2 separate regions of the Mus musculus genome follow, and region 2 is linked to region 1. Evidence: chromatin contacts called from public HiChIP or PLAC-seq data. All regions are on one chromosome and are shown on one strand. Each heading gives the region's core, a stretch centred on a gene start, on an enhancer-like site or on the middle of the called end of the contact. The rest is flanking DNA. Distances are from core to core; before and after follow the strand shown. Region 1 overlaps Ano6 (anoctamin 6). Region 2 overlaps Arid2 (AT rich interactive domain 2 (ARID, RFX-like)).

Region 1 (6,347 bases), core at 1,352-3,851:
TAAGTAAAAACAAGAAACGAGCAAAGCCATCTTCCAGAGGATAAAGCCACCGCCCTGTATGTTTCATCCCATGATTCTCTTTCTCGCCTGCTCCCTCTTTAACTCTTGGTTCCCAAACCTTCTGACTTGTACCATGTTCCTCGTTCACGCCGGCTTCTGACTGCCCTTGCTGTCCATCCTTGTGTCTAGGTTGTTGCCATGGCTCCTTTAAGGTTTATGGTGACATCACTTGTCCCAGCAGGTTGAGTGTTAGGGACATGTATATTAAAAGTGTCTGATTCATATTTGTTTACCTCAGTGGAGTGCTTTCCTCCTGAGTGGGGACTTTACTAGAAGCTGAAAATGGAACGTGATTTAGTTGCTGAGCACGCATGCCCTCCACGCTGCTGACAGTCCTAACAGAGGGAAAGGGGCATGTGACTTCTCGAGGGTAGGAAGTGCCATGGGATCCCTGGTACAGGGGCTACTGAAGGAGAAAAGGAAGTGGTGCCTCTTGGAGGAGGGGCTTGGGAGCGTGTAAGTGTTGCGTTATTTCTGTCCGACAGGATAGTCAAAGTACTGACTATCTGTTTCCCGAACAGATAGCACAAAGGCAGGTAGAAGTTCCCAGCATGGGGGCTGGTGAGATGGCTCAGTGGGTAAGAGCACCCGACTGCTCTTCCGAAGGTCCGGAGTTCAAATCCCAGCAACCACATGGTGGCTCACAACCATCTGTAACAAGATCTGATGCCCTCTTCTGGTGTGGCTGAAGACAGCTACAATGTACTTACATATAATAAATAAATAAATAAATAAATAAGTTCCCAGCAGTTTTACAGGGAACCAAGGCAGGTCGTGGGAGGATGGGCTGGCAGTCAGAAGGTGGGGGGCTGAGCTTGAGGTGGGTTCTTCTTGGTGCTTGGCATGTGGCAGTCACCCAGAAATGTTCAGACTGCAGAGTATTCCTCCTCCTGGTATGTATGGTGGGCTTAGGGGTTCGGGATTCTCAGAGCTTCTAGATAATTCTTTCTACGTGTTTCTGCTTTTGAGGTTTTCTTTTCCCCCTAGGGAAAGGGGTTTCGGATTTTATCAGATCCTGCTAAAGGATCATGTGTGAAAAGCTGAGAGCCATAGTTTTTGAAAAACAAAACAAAAACAAAAGAAAAACAAAAATTCAAGAGAGTGTGCATGTGCACACTCACACATGCATGTACACACACACACATACACTCTCACACATACACTAAATGGATGAGGACAGCGACAGAGTACAGAAATGGTTTGAAGATGCTTTGACTCTGGCTGAGCTTGGCAGGGATGTCCTTGGCGCCCACAGGACAGGCCCTTACCGGCTAGAACCCCACAGGGACTAGTCACTGTCATGCTCTGGAAGTTGGCTCCAGATACTCTTTCCAGATCCTCCTAGCAGGCTGGTTTCTGCCTCTTTGGTTCTTCTCTGACACCTCTCTAGGGCAAGAAACATGGGTTTGAAAGACTGGAGAGAGAATGGAAGTGCCCCATGCTTTGTTCCGAGGTAAGGAGAGCAGGCAAGTAGGTATTACAAGCGTGGTTCCGTGGTGCCCGTTTTCCAGCAGTAAAGAAGGAGTCAGCATGAACTGAACCCTCTCAGAGGCAGAGTCAGTCCCATTCCTTCATACCCAGCAGCCCATAGAGAGATGCTGAACTACCCAGCCCTCAAGATCCTGCCCAGGCAGATTCCTCACCCTCAGTGCAGAATAACCCTCTGCATCCCTTTGTTCTAGTGCAGCGGTTCTCAACCTGTGGGCCAGGACCCCTTGTGGGCGTCACATATCAGATATCCTGCATATCATATAATTACATTACAATTCATCACAGCCGCAAAATTACAGTTGTGAAATAGCAATGGAAATAATTTTACGATTGGGGCACACCCTAACATGAGGAGCTGCACTGAAGGGTCACAGCCTTAGGTAGGTTCACAATCATTGTTCTACAACGTGATGGACCCCGGCAAAGTTGTTTGTATTTTCTCTTTCATCAGGCAAGCCTGGCTTATTGCTGATATGCATGCTTATGAATTTGAGCTCCCCAGCCCTAAGGTAGCGAGTTCAGCTTGTGTAGTTTATTGTGCACAAAGGAAATTCCCAACGGCTGACTGTTCTCTGGTATTCATGGCTTAGTAAGGCAGAGTGTGTTTTTTTATGGGAAGGAGGTTGATCTTAGCAAAGATAGGAGCTGCCTTTCTACAGGGAGGGTTTTGTTTGGTGTTGATCTGATGCAACGTTTGATGCTATCAGCTCCCTAAGACATGTGGGTAACTTCAAGTTTGCATGTAGATCAACGGTCATGGAACAGACACAGTGCCCATTGTTGGTCACACTGGACCTCTGGGTTCTCTTGGGAGCACCATAGTCACTCAGAATCAGTTTTTTTTTTCCCCCCAAAGCTTGGGAGCTAGCCTGGTAGTGTGTTCATCCTTGTCAGGGTAACAGACCTTTCTGAGGACTCTGAGGACCCACTGCAGTTAAGGAATGCAAGATTTCAAAAGAGGATTATCAAAAAAGGAAATGCAAGCGTCTTGATGGTTTCTCTGGTATATGAGGTCACTGACAAATAGTGATGAATAGTTTTCTATTATTGAGGAACAAAGAGTAGGAAAATTCTCGTGAACTTTATTACAAGGTCCTCACTGGGGTCAGTGAGAAAGTACATTTTCCTGTGCTTCTGTCACCGCGCCTGTTAACACTAACACTTTTAGCATTTCACTGTTGGTTTTTGTTTGTTTGTTTGTTTGTTTGATTTTTATTAGACACTTTGAACAGGAAATGGACGGAAGCTCATGGTATGGATTGATCACCTGTTGAGAGCAGACTCAGAACCTTCCATCCTGTTAAATATTCAGGAGGGAAGCATGATTGTCCCCACTTGTGGGGTCACTAAGACAGGGAGTGTTTTCATGGCATGTGTGATAATGGCAGTCCTTTCGGTGTGGCATCTGCCTGAGTTTGTGCGACTCTGATCGCCTTGCTTCTAGATCTTCCACAATGGTGAGTCTGGTGTTTCCTTCAGGTCACCTCCACATCTTGTCCCAGGTTCCTGTCCTGAAGACATTCACTGTCTCTTGAGAACAACTGTTCACGATCCAGTCAGTCACTTGTATGTCCAGAGCAAGCCCATCAGTTGTGACACTAAGGCTGGCGGAGGCATGTCTAGTGGTGCAACAGATCTGAGCCGCATGCTTTCTTGCCAGAGAGAAAAAGAAAAACAAAAGCAAGCAAAACATTACCTTATAATAAAGATAAAACTTTTAACTCACGAGTTTGGGCTGCCACAGGGATGGCGAGCACCCAACAGTGATAGGCTGCATGAATAGTCCACCAGGTAAATTGACTTTGATCCGCATTTAACCTGCTGGTGATAAGCCTGGCATCTCCTGCTCTGGCTATACCACACCCCTTTGTATTTGCAAGGGTTGATTATGTGAGCAGTTCTAGAGAATTTGGAAACCATGGAGAACTGCAACAAACAAGCAACAAAGAAGCTGGAAAATCGCAACAGACAAGCTCACCCGGCTACATTGCCTCCCAAACACAAGCCCTGGAAAAGCTTCGGCAAGCCGCTTCCCTGCCCTTTCAAAGGGACGTTTGTAGCTTTATGCGGTTCAGACATAGACTCTTTTTCACTTGCCTTGCTGACAAACGGTCCTTCCTCTCACTGTATTTCTTTCATTGTGGTAATATGTACATAACATTTATCATTTTAACCTTTTTCTAATTTTCCCTAGCACTAAGTGTACTCAGTTATTCAGCCATCAACGTTATTAATTTCTGGAACTTTTCATTATGTATTCTATACCTATAAAATATATATCACAAATCACACTGAATAGCTGAGTAATATTCTGTCACATGCATTTATTGTATCCTGTTTACCTGCAAACACATAGTAGAGTCTTTTTTTGTGTTCACTGCCAGACTTTATGTCTAAGGGAGTAAACAAAATGCGGTCCAGGGGTCGGTCAGGGCTGGAGAGGTGATGGCTCAGCAGTGAAGGGCACTCACTGGCTGCTCTTGTAGGGGAACTGGGTTGGGTTCCAAGCACCCCCATGGTGGCTCACAACTGAGTTTCCAGGGACCTGATGCCCTCTTCTGGCTTCCTTGGGCACCTGGCATGCATATGATGCATAGACACAAATGTAGGTAAAACATTTGTAAATGTAAAAAGGAATAATGTTAAAAGTATTAAAAATATGGTGTGTGTTCTACAAGACTTTAGAACTCTAGGAGGAAGTGGCCAGCGTCAGTCCTGGGGTGCTGTCAGCACAGGGACTGTGGGAGCTTATAAACGAGGGGAATTTGGCGTGAAGTTTCATCTATGAAGTCATTCGTTGATTATTATAAATCGCATGCCTCAGCTTTTTCATTTTATAACGAATTATAATTGTGAGCTATCTGTCAGTATAAATCTCAGGCCACATTTCATAGTTAGCCTTTGTTTTCTCCCTAAAGGAATTCTTGTCATCACCCCCACCCCCCACCCCCCCAATGTGCCACTTTGTATCTCTGTTTGGCCTCAAAATTACTACCCTCCTGCTTCCTCTGTGTTCCAATCCCTGACACTGTAGATGTTGTCTCCTGCTTCTCTGTAGGACAGCATTAATTTTCAGTGTTAAAGGTGTATCTTTAGTGGCTGGTGGCTGGAGTAGTCACCCGTCACGCTGGTGTGTACGTTTCTCATTCTCTTTGGCCCCCAGCCCATATGCTGCGGAGAGGTCTCTGTATCTCAGCTGCTTCTTATATTGGAAAGTTTCTGTTTCCAGAAAACAGAAAAGGTAGTCTAGGACGCCTTGCTCAGCTCATTTAGTTGCTTTCGATTTTAAGAGGTAATACATAGTCTGGTGATACAGAAAATGCAGGGACCTGTCTTTGAACAGGATCATTTTTAGACAGAGTGTTAGCGTGGGCGGTTTGAGATCCGACGAACACTTTTGATATATTCCTTTCATGATAGCTGAAAGATAATGTTAAGCTGTTAACACGTACCTCTACACACCCATGCACGTTTGTGTTAGTGTACATGGGTTTTTAGGATATATAATTAATCCGCCCTTTAAGGCCAAATTCACAGAGCAAAAAAAGGTGTGGAAATTTGGGTCATGGGTAGAGTCACTTGCTTGACATGTGCAAGACCGTCATCGGGATCACCAGCGTTGCATACATGTAGGGTGTTAGCATGGCTGAGTTAGACATGGTGATATCCTCTTTACTTCTGCATAATGGCTCTAACCACAGGACCAGGGGCTGTGATAGCAAGAATCAGAGGGTCTGGGATTCTGGGAACCTGGGAGCTCTGTGTCAAGTGTCGAGCAGCTGGGAAAGTTCCAGGTTTAAATTCTAGACAGTTTCCAGTAATTCAAATTGCAAAGCCTTTCACAGTGTTCTCAACTGTTTCATTTGAGAGCGGAAGGAGTGAGTCCTCGCTTCTTGTTAGTTTTTTATGTTGGCAATTCCATCCTTAATTAAAAAAAAGCATCGGCATTTTCATTATGAAAATGGCTTTCCTGAGTTTACAGCTGGAACCACTACATTTAGTTGTTTAAAACTTGCTGCCATTAGCCTATGCAGTTACTTTTATGTAAAAGCAACCTCAAATTGATTTAGGGCATTCAGGGTTTGGCAATTTCCATTCGCTCATGAGTCACAGGAGACTGGGAGAGTCAGGATGAGCCACGGAAGAGTCTCAGGAGTCTCACAGGTCCACTGCCCCGCAACAACGGGAAAAGCGTCACATGTTCACTGCCCCCTGAAGCCAGGAAGAGTCATTGCTGTTCTTGTTCAAGGAGTTGAGTCTGCCTTTTCTTCAGTTGTTATTAGTTGCTACGGCAACCGTAAGAGCATCCCAGAACAGGTCTTGAAACAACAGATGCTTCTTTTCATGCAGCCCTGGAAGGCCTAGGTCAAGGTGTCAGGTCAGCCTCCCTGCCGGCACACAGATGCCCTCTCTTGTATCTCTGTATGGTTTTCCTCAGCACGCACACAGGCTCTCGGCACCTCTTCCTGCAGCAAGAATTCTTCTGACTGGTTTAGGGTCTACCCTACTAGCCTATGCTAATTAGCATAATCTTTACCTTAAAGGCTGCCTCTTCCAGTAGTCATCTCCGAAGGAGCTGGGTGGTAGGACTTGGACACCGGGATTGTGAGGAGTTGCCGTCCCCAGCCCTCTGTTTAACACAGTGTTGCTTTGTTTGCATGTGGGGAGATTAATATAAAGAAGAACCCCAAATAAGGCTCCGCCAAGTTCGTGTCTGTTATTAAAGGGGAAGGAGGCCAGGCGGAGGAGAAGAGAGTTCAGACTGCTGTGAAGGAGTTTGAAGGAAGGACATTCTC
Region 2 (6,347 bases), core at 2,547-5,046, 500 kb after region 1:
CCAGAGGTATTGAAAAAGAAAGGAATCCAGGGTGGGTGTGGGGGGAGTAGATCTGTTTAGAAAGGTTCTTTGGAGCAATTCCCGTCTGTATTGTCTGGAAATTCGCAGTTCATTTCACAGGTTAGCATGCATTGGCAGCTTGATCCATTTGCAAACACTTCATGGACACACCAGTAGTCTAATTTGGTAGAATCAGGTTAGCAATGGGTGACACAGCTAGCAGAGACAGCCAGGCCTCAGCCTTGGCTCCAGTCAGCAGGAGGGACCAACAGGAACACCAGAAGTTCTCGGCTGCGCCACTCTCAGGAAGTGAAGATCAGTGAAGACCCACAAGCAAGCGTTGTACAGCTAGCTCTGTCTCTGTCACTCCGTGGAGTCTTTTTTATACCCCCCCAAACATCACTGTCCTCCATGTGCCTTGCCTCAGCACTCACATCCAATCAGCCAGGGTCTGTGGAGACCAGACAAATGCAGCTCGACTACGCAATGTAAGGTGGGCTAATACATTCATGTTGTTAGCAAAGAGTCCTTCATCATGAGTCCTTTGACGTGCTTGCTTTAGTGGAACATCTCCCCTGTGTCTGCTTTGTATGTCTGCCTTAGCCTTTCACACCTGTGTCCACTTTAAGGAAATGTTCCTTCACCTGTTTGCCCCAGCAAAACACCATCCAACCGACTTTCCAAAGAGCCCTTCAGTTTCCACTTCAGTCTCAGTTGTACACATACCTTTATCCAGGGTGGACTTGTACCTCATTTGTGTGGAGAGGCACTCTAGGGATCCCAGGTACTGGTTGGGCCGGTTGCTATGGGGGAGAGGGAGTTGAATTTGGAGATCTGACAAAGACTGCTCACCCTTCCCCAAGTAGAGAAGGTTGGGAGTCATGATCCCCAGCCAAGGTAAAGGAAGGAGAAGCCCTGCTTGTAAAGGGAGTCCTCCATTTTGCACCAAGCTCAAGAGAGCTCTCTGGACAGTTGTAGACTTCGACCCTTGATTAGCAGGGTTTCCCGATAGCGTCCAACCTTCGAGCCAGTGGTATTTGTGCCCTTGAGAGTTCAGGACTTCCTCCTTGTTCGTGGGTCCCATTCTGCAGTTTGAGTTAACTGCTGTGAACCATGCTCTCAAAAGATAAAATGGCAAATTCTGTAAAATATGCCATTTATATGTTTTAAGTTGTAGGTCATTCTCAGTAGCATAATGAAGCTTGTGCTGTTCTGTAAGTGTCCCACTTGAGACAAGAATTGTTTCTTTGTCTAGCTTATTAATTCACAGTGTTAGTCACGGAGTAGCCACTGAATTATCAGACTAGGTTGTGTGATCTTGCTGTTCTGTAGTCATGGAGCCCTTGTACAGCAGCCTGATGTAATGTCACGGTGCCGCTGTTTCACACTGTTCACCTCACTTTCTCTCAGGACCTAGGCGGCCATTGTGTTATCACAAACAGAGGGGTGGATACAGTATAAGACTCCCCACTAGGCCTGACATCTTAAAGTTTCAACTACTTCTGATGCTGTAGAGAGGATCTCTTATAAGCATTGCCTGTTGATAGAAAAGCCAATAGCCAATGAGCTGAGGCAGGGAATAGGAGATGGAGAGGGGTAGGAAGAGTGACAGAAGTAGGAGCCTTGGGGAGGGATGAGGGCTAGTCACAGAGAGGCATGGAGGAAGACACTAAGAAAGAAGGGGGCCAGGACTAAAGGAGAGATAACTCACCACGCAGAAGACATTGGGTAGTTTGAATGGGTTCAATAAGTTACAAGCTAGTCGGAGAATGAACACAAAGTTATGATAGGCCTAGGCATTTGTTAGTAAATAGTCTCAAAGTCCTTATTGTTAGGGGCTAAGTGCTCGGCATTTTACCTACATTCCTTTAGCACATGGACCTTTGGGGGGTGCATATGAATTACATAGTTGATATGCCATAGACGGACACAGATGCTTACACACTCATACACACATGCACATGTGTGCACACGCATATGCAATCTCAAGGACCTGCATCTCTTAATGCATTAAAGCTTAACTTGTGCTACTTCTGTAGAAGGACTTGTTACATAGAAAAGGACTGGTCCATACATTATATAATATTTGTAAATTTATAAGAAAAATACATGAGATGCCAATACTTTGCTCACTATAGATAAGCCTTTAAATTATAAATTGTCACATTTAAAAAGTAAATATCATATTGTCACCAGTCTCTACCAACACAGAGTATAACTAGATTTATCTTTAAACAAAGGACATTGACCTCAGCTGCTCTAAGCCAGTTTTTCTGAGGAGTCCTTTTTATTCCTTTGATTGATTTAAAAAGCTCATCACAGTTGTGTTGGGATGGGAATTAAATATTGTAGGCTATCTCTGCTTATTGCTAATTGATCTGCTCTGATCTCCTGTTTCTAAACACAGAATTTCACAGTTGGGGGAGAGCAGGAATTTTAGGGAGACTTTATCTGTGAGTGTGAAAAAAGCTGCTATTGTATTGTAGTCAGAGTCGCTGTGTACAGACTTACACTGTGTACAGTTTGAATTAAGAAATTCAAAAGTCCCTATTTAAAGGCGCCTTTGAAGCAGTATATTGTCTATGTTAATTGACCACGGAATCCTTTTTATGCAAAAGAAAAAAAAATCCTAGTTTTAGCATAAATAGAAAGCAAAAGAGGACAATGCGGGGCAGGGTGTAGATATGATGTAGATCCATTTATAGAGATGGGAGTTCATTCTGTAGAGTTAGGATGTGCTGATAAACCTAGGTTGTCTCCTTTATCTCTGTGTGCTTTTATAGAGTCCTTCAGGTTCACTGGCTTTCCCACCCTTTGTACGCAGGGTCTTACACTCGCCTGCCCAGAACTCTGCCACTGAGCTGCACCCCAGTTCCTCTGTTCTTGGGACCCAGATTCACTCGGTAACTCTGACTAGCCTGAACTTGAATGTAGACTAGACCAGGCTGCTCTCACACTCAGAGAGCTCCTTCTGACCCCCTCCTTTATCCTTATGTAGTTCAGGGTAGATTTGAACTCACTTTGTAACGACCTAGCATTTTAAATTATAGCTGGTTTGCCTAATTTATACATTTAAAATAATTCCTATCAGAACTTCTTAGCACTTTCTGAGCTGCTTCACTGTTTTGTAAATATTGGGAAGTTTCTGTCTACATAAAGGTTACTAAGTTCCTTTTTAAATTAAAGAATGGAAATTTATTCCAAAGAAATTGTAGAAAATATCTAAGATGTAGGCATATAGATATTTATGACAGTTTTATTTATGTTATTTTTTAAAATGTCAAGAAGTAGCTTAAATGTCTAAAATGACTTAGAATACTACGGTCCAAGTAAACAGAATAAGGAGCTGTACCAACAGCACACGTTGTACATGTTTGCTAAATTCATATGAAAGTGGGTTATACAGCACACAGCTGTCAGTACCGCATGTCTGTACAGTGTTAACACATGAGGTACCTGTACATGTGTGTGAGTGTGGAGCTGAATGACTGAGAAAGGCCATTGCAGAAGTGTGCAGGGGGGCTGGTGAGATGGCTCAGTGGGTAAGAGCACCCGACTGCTCTTCCGAAGGTCCGGAGTTCAAATCCCAGCAACCACATGGTGGCTCACAACCATCCGTAACAAGATCTGACCCCCTCTTCTGGAGTGTCTGAAGACAGCTACAGTGTACTTACATATAATAAATAAATAAATAAATCTTTAAAAAAAAAAAAAAGAAGAAGTGTGCAGGGACTTTGGTGTGTCCTTAGAGGCTGCCACTCAGCAGACAGCAGCACTGAGTCACAGTCAGCAGAGCAGGACAGTGACTCGCCTGCTCCCTCAGCACTCAGGGAGGGACATGAAGTCTGAAGGCACTACAGGTGAGTGCAAAAGGTAGCTGAGAGATGAGCCTACTGTGAGATATAATTAGTACAGGTAATTAGTGTGGGAAAGTTCATTATGAAAGGTTTCCATTTGGACAAGAGATGATGGAAACTAAGATGAGGGCAGCAAGCTGTAGAGAAATGCAAAAGAGCAAGAGCTGGATGAGATGGTCAGGCGTTTGAACTCTGCTCTGTCACATCCTTAGCTTTGAACGAAGGAAAGGTTTGAAGTTCTTTAATTTTCAGTTTTGTGCTTATTCAAAGGTTTTGGTAACCGACCTCACAGTGAACTTGAACACTGACCCCCTAGCAAGCCACCACACTGTCCTCTTCCTCCTGCACACAAGGCGAGAGGGGTCACTGGCGTGGTTTTTAAAGAGGCAACAGAATCCCTTTCTCTTCTGTGGTATGAGGGGAAATTATTTTTGTCTGCTAACTTAGGAGACTTGAAAGAGTATTGGCTGTGATTTACATGTAAATCCCTTGTAAATGTCCCTTGGCACAGTGGTTAGGGAGACTAACATAACTACTGGTACCTAGGTCTTTTATTTTATTGTCTTTAAATACCCTAATGTGAAGATCCAAGAAAATAATACAATAATGTAAAAAAAGATAAGTCATTTTTAACCTACTTTTAAAAATACCAAATATTATATAGCTCTGTGAAAGAATATTATAAAATTCTTAAATTTATAATTTTTGTAAGTATATATTATCATAATTCATGCTTATAAATGTCCTTGTTTTGTCTATACTAGACTCAGCTTTTCTATTTCTAATTCATTCCTAGAGAAAGTACATTTGGGGGTCTTAGTAAAGGGACAGATCTTGCCTGTTGTTCGGAGTCCTTGAGGAAGGCGCATGGAAAGAGAAGGCGTATAGATAAAGTCTTGGATGCAGTCTGACCGAGCTTTGGGGTGTGTGTCTGATGACAATGACAAGGGCACAAGGGTCTCTTCACAAGAGGGTGCTTTTCCTCTCTCCATGTCTGATTGAAGCAACACTGATGTTTTTATCAGTACTATTTGGTCAGATTTTATTTTCCATCAACAGTGATATGATTTTAAAAAATACTCTTTAACTGCTTTCCAAAAAAGAATTTCCATGTGACCTACTAATTCTATTTTTAGATAGTACTCAAAAGAATTGAAAATTGATACTAAGCAGACTGTTCAGCAGTAGCCAAAAGGTAGCATTGACTCATATGCTCATCAGCTTAAGAACGAATAAGCAAAATGTGCTATGTACATATAGTAGGACCATTCTGTCATAAAACAGAATGTACAAACCTCATATGCTAAGTAAAAGAAGCTAAGTACCACACACACACACACACATACACACACAGAAAAGGGGTTGGTATTTATATCAGATAACAAAAGGACAAATTCTTGAGGGTATAACAGATCAGTGGTTGGAGTCATTGCTGAATGAAGATAAAAGTTTCACTTTTGGCGCAAGGAAATAGCACAAAGATACAGGGGTGCTCCGAATGCCACTGAGTGGTCTTCTTAGGAGGGAATAATCTGTTAGCTGATTTTCTGATGGTCAAAGGAAAGGTGATGCATTGGTCCATGCACTTGATCCTATGGGGGGAGCGTGTGGAACTGTTTTTGTGTTGTCATCTTGGTGTGCTTACACTAATGCTGTGACCAAACTCACGTGAGATAACTCAGTAGCTGGGAGGTGCTGTCTCTCTCATACATAGCTGCCAATGTTTGTGGGGTGACTTAAGCTTTGTACAGCAGTGTCCTGTTCAGCACTAAGTGAAGTTGGACCTGCAGTTCAGTTGTCACTAACTGATACTCTGGGGCACTGTATGTCCTTTGATAGGGGCTGTTGTCAGTAGCAGCTTCCAGCCGCTGTATTTAAGAGACTAGTAATAGCTCACAAGCATTCTGGCAATTAAGTAAACAACTTCTTCCTTTGTGATAGGTTTAACTTGAAATCTTTTCTCTCTGTTTCATCTCAGCTTTTGAATACAATGTGCTTATTTCCATACATAAGGGACTAAGAGGTATAGAAAGCTGTTAAATTTATAAGACTTTTCAAAGAAGGAAGTCATACGACTTTTCTGAAGACCGTTTTCGAAAAGCCCAAGTCTGGTTTAAGTGATGGCCCATGCTGTGGTACCACACAGTTGGGGCTGGAGGCTGGTTAGTGTTAGCTCTTACTACAGTCACACAGTGGGGACTGGGGACTGGTTAGTGTGTACTTCCTACAGTCACACAGTGGGGACTGGGGACTGGTTAGTGTGTAATTCCTACAGTCACACAGTGGGGACTGAGGACTGGTTAGTGTTAGCACTTACTACAGCCACACAGTGGGGACTGGTTAGTGTTAGCTCTTACTACAGTCACACAGTGGGGACTGGGGACTGGTTAGTGTTAGCACTTACTACAGCCACACAGTGGGGACTTAGGACTGGTTAGTGTTAGCACTTACTACAGCCACACAGTGGGGACTGGTTAGTGTTAGCTCTTA

The links. HiChIP or PLAC-seq counts read pairs in DNA pulled down with a chosen protein or histone mark.
Region 2: a contact with region 1 is called in an H3K4me3 HiChIP or PLAC-seq map of bone marrow-derived macrophages, with 4 times the contacts expected there. The contact joins two enhancer-like sites. A contact is called at or near these places in 5 of 39 promoter capture datasets (the C10 cell line, the HPC-7 cell line, cranial neural crest and 2 more), 1 of 484 Hi-C or Micro-C datasets (nephron progenitors) and 4 of 115 datasets of contacts at active chromatin or transcription factors (acute myeloid leukemia, bone marrow-derived macrophages, embryonic basal ganglia and 1 more).

Annotation. Positions count from the first base shown.
Region 1 is chr15:95,821,845-95,828,191 of GRCm38.p6, forward strand. All of the region lies in intron 1 of Ano6 (anoctamin 6), which reads left to right. It overlaps Gm17546 (predicted gene, 17546), which reads right to left. Exons shown (of 2, transcript NR_155277.1): 2 at 2,615-3,199. Among named protein-coding and RNA genes, the nearest start is that of Gm17546, 5.1 kb to the right of the region's middle. Within about 2 kb of position 2,602, at least 73 of the 459 cell types and tissues checked have an H3K27ac peak or open chromatin away from gene starts, as enhancers often do. A contact at or near this core is called in bone marrow-derived macrophages, where this site is marked.
Region 2 is chr15:96,325,160-96,331,506 of GRCm38.p6, forward strand. The region is part of intron 3 of Arid2 (AT rich interactive domain 2 (ARID, RFX-like)); the gene reads left to right. Among named protein-coding and RNA genes, the nearest start is that of Arid2, 41 kb to the left of the region's middle. Within about 2 kb of position 3,797, at least 5 of the 459 cell types and tissues checked have an H3K27ac peak or open chromatin away from gene starts, as enhancers often do. A contact at or near this core is called in bone marrow-derived macrophages, where this site is marked.